Linked DNA regions of Oryctolagus cuniculus: region 1 is linked to region 2. Evidence: chromatin contacts called from public Hi-C data. All regions are on one chromosome and are shown on one strand. The core of a region is the stretch at or near the end of the contact, and the rest is flanking DNA. Distances in the headings are between cores, read along the strand shown.

What was found. A called contact is a pair of places that touch in the nucleus more often than the background predicts.
Region 1: a Hi-C map of embryonic fibroblasts shows a contact between it and region 2, with 3 times the contacts expected there. The contact joins two enhancer-like sites. A contact is called at or near these places in 5 of 6 Hi-C or Micro-C datasets (ear pinna, embryonic fibroblasts, psoas muscle and 2 more).

What each region holds. Positions count from the first base shown.
Region 1 is chr4:18,044,197-18,047,102 of mOryCun1.1, reverse strand. No RefSeq gene overlaps it. Among named protein-coding and RNA genes, the nearest start is that of ADAMTS5, 800 kb to the left of the region's middle. Within about 2 kb of position 1,647, at least 1 of the 8 cell types and tissues checked has an H3K27ac peak or open chromatin away from gene starts, as enhancers often do.
Region 2 is chr4:17,436,196-17,439,039 of mOryCun1.1, reverse strand. No RefSeq gene overlaps it. Among named protein-coding and RNA genes, the nearest start is that of N6AMT1, 660 kb to the right of the region's middle. Within about 2 kb of position 1,414, at least 2 of the 8 cell types and tissues checked have an H3K27ac peak or open chromatin away from gene starts, as enhancers often do.

The DNA.
Region 1 (2,906 bases), core at 398-2,897, 610 kb before region 2:
AAGATTCATCCATTTTGTAGCATGTATCAGAAGTTCATTTATATGTTATTTCCAAGTATTAGCCCATATGGATATAACATACTTTCAACCTCCAGTGATAGCTACATGTTGTTTCCTAAGTAGAACTTTCTTTCTTTTTATTTATTTATTTATTTAATTTTTTTTGACAGGCAGAGTGGACAGTGATAGAGAGACAGAGAGAAAGGTCTTCCTTTTGCTGTTGGTTCACCATCCAATGGCCGGCGCGGCCGGCGCACCGCGCTGACCTGGTGGCAGGAGCCAGGAGCCAGGTGCTTTTCCTGGTCTCCCATGGGGTGCAGGGCCCAAGTACCTGGGCCATCCTCCACTGCACTCCCTGGCCACAGCAGAGAGCTGGCCTGGAAGAGGGGCAACAGGGACAGAATCTGGCGCCCCAACCGGGACTAGAACCCGGTGTGCCGGTGCCGCTAGGCGGAGGATTAGCCTAGTGAGCCGTGGCGCCAGCCTAAGTAGAACTTTCATGCTATTATGAAACATGGTGCTTTGGAAATTCATGTACAGATACTAGCTTGGATGTATATTTTTATTAACCTTACACATTTACCCAGGATAGAGTTGCTTGGCCAGAGGGCAACTCCATGGGGTCTTTTTGCATAACTGCCAAACTTCCAATGTGACTGTCCCATTTAACATTCTGAACAGCAAGGGTGAGGATCTGAGACCCCTTGATGAACCCTGTAAATGGAAAAAGAAAGGTCTGAGATGTTAGGTCTTAACATCCATTAGTGACGCCTCTCTTGAACAATTAAGCATTGGTTGACAATCTAGAAGTGAAATATGTTCTTAGACCCAGTGTCTGGGTTTACTGTTGCCCTTCACAGGCAGGAGAGGATTTACATCAAGTGTAAGGACCTGGCTTCTCTTTTGTTAATGAACATGAGACTTTGGAACAGTTGCATGTTCCACAACATAAGGACCTACTCCACATTCAGAGTCTGTTCATGGCGCGGTCAGACAACACAGGTTCTTTGTGAACAAACACTTCTGATACTCATGGCAGCCTTGCAAAAGTAGTTCTGGTGAACTCCAGTTTAGAGAAGAGTGATCTGTGGTTTAAGATGCTTTAAATATAAGCCCAAGCTTATACTAACTGTAACCATTGATAAATATTGTAATTTTTTTCACTATCCCTATGGGCACAAATACCACTGTGGAAGCTGTACTGCAGTTTCCAAAATGTGAGGAGTCCTCAACAGCTCTACTTCTGTGTAGGAATTATTCTAAGCATTGTGCTTTTAGTTAGCATTGACTCATGGGAAACTTGGGAAAAATAGCCAATTAAAGTGTTAAGTAGCTTAACCTACTATGCCACAGCATCCAACCCCAACACCTTCTCCAGGCCACTCCTGCTGGAGGTCTCTGACTTAAATAAATCTTGCTTTTAAATTAAAAAAAGTGTTAAGTGGCATGAAAGAAGGATCACTTAGACAATGCATATAAGGTAAATTTATCATATGATTAGTCACACTAAAAAAAAAACACATTTCAAATGACTTCTTTTGGTAAGCGGTTATTTATACAATTTGATGTAATGCTGCACAGAAGAGAATTAGATGATTAATACTAAAACTGACTGTGAAACATGATCTCTGAATACTGACTCACCTTTTTTCAAGAGGCTGTAAATTAGTGAAGGATTATTACCTAAGACTAATACCTACTTTAAAGGTAAACTATGCTGTTCTCAGTGTACAAAAAATGTTCTGAATGTGAAAAATGATACCTTTATATGCACTATGGCCTATTCATTTAGGAACCAAAAGATTAATTTTTTTTTTTGACAGGCAGAGTTAGACAGTGAGAGAGAGACAGAGACAGAGAGAAAGGTTTTCCTTTTTCCATTGGTTCACCCCACAAAAGGCCGCTAAGCCAGGAGCCAGGTGCTTCCTCCTGGTCTCCCCTGCGGGTGCAGGGCCCAAGGACTTGGGCCATCCTCCACTGCACTCCTGGGCCACAGCAGAGAGCTGGACTGGAAAAGGAGCAACTGGAACATAACCGGTGCCCCAACCAGGACTAGAACCCCAGGGTGCTGGTGTCGCAGGCAGAGGATTAGCTAAGTGAGCTGTGGCACCGGCCAAGATTAAGTTTTAAGAACCAATTAAACCATTGAAAATAATATAATTTCAAATATCAAATATATACTATGTATTTTTTGCACACTATGATGTAAAAGAATATTTGGTGACAGGGATATTGGCAGCAATAAGTTTTTAAAATATATCTATTTATTTGCTTTTTAGTAATTTAAGAGAGAGGGAAAGAGAGAGTACTTGCCCATTGGCTAGGTCACTACTCCAATGCCTACAATTTCTTGGACTGGGGTAATTCAAAGCCAATAGCAAGGAAGGAAATCACTGGAGCCATCACAGCTGCCTCCCATGATCTGCATTAGTAGGAAGCTGAAATCTGGAGTCAGGGCCAGGAATGGAACCTGCTTACTTAAATATGGAATTCAGGCTTAACTGCTCGGATAAATCTCAACTCTGCACACCAAGTTTTTAAGGGAAAGTAAAACCAGGTTCCACCGTGTGTTTATTCCAATTTTGAGAAAGAGCAGGATGATAGAGGCTTCTTGATTTAACAGTACAACTTTTCTTCCAAATATTTGTTTGTTTGAAATACATAATGATGAGGGGTGTTAAAAAGAGATCTTCCATCCAGTTCACTCTGACAATGACAGTAAAAGCTGGTGCCAGGTCAGGCTGAAACTGGGAGTTTGGTATTCCATCCAGGCTTCCCACGTGGATAACAGGGAAACAGGTATTGAACCATCATTTTTTTTTTTTCTGGATAAAATAGCAGGAAGCTGGATACGAAACAGAATATCTGGGACTGGAACCAGAGCCACTATATGGTATACAAGGGTC
Region 2 (2,844 bases), core at 165-2,664:
ATTCTTAAAAGACTAAATAAACATTTTAATGTGCTGTAACATATCACACAAAATCAGGAGAAGTTTTCAGCATAGATATTTCTGGTTACCTGGCCAAATTATGTGTTGATTTCACAAATATATGTAAGTATGTAAAAGGGACTTTACATCTTAAACTTTCAAAAAAGTCTTGATATGGAAGATTAATCACAGACATCAGAAAGAAAACCAAAAAGTTCCAGTGTTACCCTGTCACTGTAGCAAGAACTATTGAGTATCATCAACTTGGCAACTGCATGAAGGATGAGTGGACAGAGCTGGAAGCCCTTCTGAGTACTAAGTGTGTCCTGGAGCTCAGTGGAGAGATGGACTGTTAAATTTCTGATTTAACTACTGTGGCTACAAAATATCTCAGATATAAAGACTATCCTACACATTATGGGAATATTTCCAATGGCACATAATTTCTATTTAAGTGGGAATTTGAAGTACTGCTTTGATTGAGAGGGGATTTTGAGGTCTGGGCTTGGAAATGATTTTGAATAGACAAGGACACAGATGTGGTGGCTTTGTGGGGGGAGACATCAGTAAATGCTACTTCTGTAAGATTGCAAACTTCTCTTCCAGGAGAAGTTGGTCTCTGAATATAGCATTCTGGCCAGCAAACAAGCAGAAACAATTAGTATACAAATAAAATCATAGTATTAACAAAAAAAAAATCCCTTCATATGTTTTACCTAATTGGAAGGGAGGTGGGAAGATGGTAGAGACAGGTGAGTTTAATGCAAAACCTCCAACTGAAAAGCAGCACTCATCATCTGGATCAATGCACCCTTGTTTTAGTTTTTGATATTGTTGGCTTCCTGTACAACATAGGATTTCTCAAGGCATTTAAGATAATAACAGCCCTATTTCAAATAAAATATGTGAGTTTTCCACTGAGATTCTTCAGTTTAGCAAACATCTCTGAAGTCAGCCTCCTGTACCACTGTTTTGGAATAGCTGGCCCAAGAGCAGGCAGCTCCCCACATTGGCAGAGCTGTTGTTGGGATACTACATTGTTCTGGGTCTGCCCATCTGATATGCCTATCCCAGAGGAAGAACTGCAGGAACTGATAGAAGGTTGGAGAGCCCTGTTTCCTTCCATTTCATACTTCTTGACCAATTAAAACAAAGTACTAACGTGGAAAAATCAGTAATCACATAACAAAAATCCTCAGGCATGAAAACTTTTCATTCTGGACAGTGGAAACTTTATTTTGTTACATCCTCCCGCAAATTTGCTTACAAATCAGAAAAACAGGACTGAAAAGAAAAAAAAAAAAAAGAAGGCAAGCTTCTTGCCAGTATTCTGTGCCCCTGGCTTCTCTGGCCACGGCAAACTAAGAGCATGATGGACTCTTTGGCAATCCATGATGTTCTTTCCCTTCACTGGGGGTTGGGCTCTACATTTCTCTTCCTGATTACCCAATCTTGCAGCTGCAGCATCTACTCTTCTCCCCTGGCATTGGCTGGACTTTGACTTGAAACTCTGTTCTGGGCTCACAGTGACCTCTCATGCTGACCTGCTACATCTTTTTGCTGACATAGCTCCCAGGGACTGTTATTGCTGCAGAAGAAACAATCCCCCTTGAATACAAGTATCTCCCTGATATCAGTGCACAGAATACTAGCCTTGCCAAAAAAAAAAAAAAAATGAAATTATCAAGAACTCTTTCAGTCTCCTTTCTTGAAGATTTTTGCATTAATCTTCTCAGGAGACTGAGCAGTTTACACTGATGAACACCACAATGTGTGACATCCCAAGGGCCCTCTTTTATGCTGTCAATGCTATCATGTGCCAGAATCAAATCTAGACAACTCAGTTATGTCCTGACAAGCTCCTTGCTCATCCAAAGCACCCACGAGGGATTAAAATAACCTTTGACCCCACTCTGTGAATGTTTTCAGTCTGTATTGCAATTTAAAAAACATCAATTCCAATGTTCTTTGCAATGTTTCTCCCCTACAAAGTTTTAATTTTTGGTAGAAACCTTAGCTTTCATTCTTATGCTGAAGTCAATAAAATTGATGGGCAAAACGAGACTGCCCTATGAAATATCTGCTTCACTGAAAAAGATAACTACAGACATGAATGGCAAAATTGTACTTTTCTTTGAATGTTCAAAGTTAGGAAAACTTGTAGTTATGGCTTAGCTTTGTCTCATGCTTATTCCAAACTGGTTGAATCCATGTGGGTATTTTCTAACCACTCTATTTTTAAAAAGCTTATTTACTGAAACTCACATGTATTTCATTTAAATTATCTTCACCTTTTAAAGCTGGGATGAGTTGTTTGGCTCTTTCAATATTTATCTCAATATATTGTGGTAGCTTCAAAAGCCAATATAAATTTCTTTTAGAAGTACCAAAGAAAACTTTCATTCTCTAACCCTATATTTATTTTTTTAAAAATTCTTCTCTTTTAACTTACTATTTTAAGGCAACTACACATGAAAAGTAGAGCAACAACTTTTAACCTTATGTATGACTGTATTTTAAAGTCTTTCATAAGGTTGAACTTTTCTCATTGTCATTTATGAGAATGCATCTTGTATTTATTATCATTTTTATCCATGTATATAATTATGTGTCAGTGTATGAATGGTCTGCAAAAAGTTCATGAAAATATGTATTATAAGAAATCTATGCATGGACTTCCAAATCACGGACCAAAATAAACTGGAATTAGCTTGTTAGAGCATATCTAAACAGTATCTAGCTGGAGGCACTAAAAAGTTTGAAAAGAGCCCTTATAAGGCACAGCGACATTAATTCTGCTAACATTGAAGCAAGAACAAAATAATTGATAGTGAAGTTGGTGGA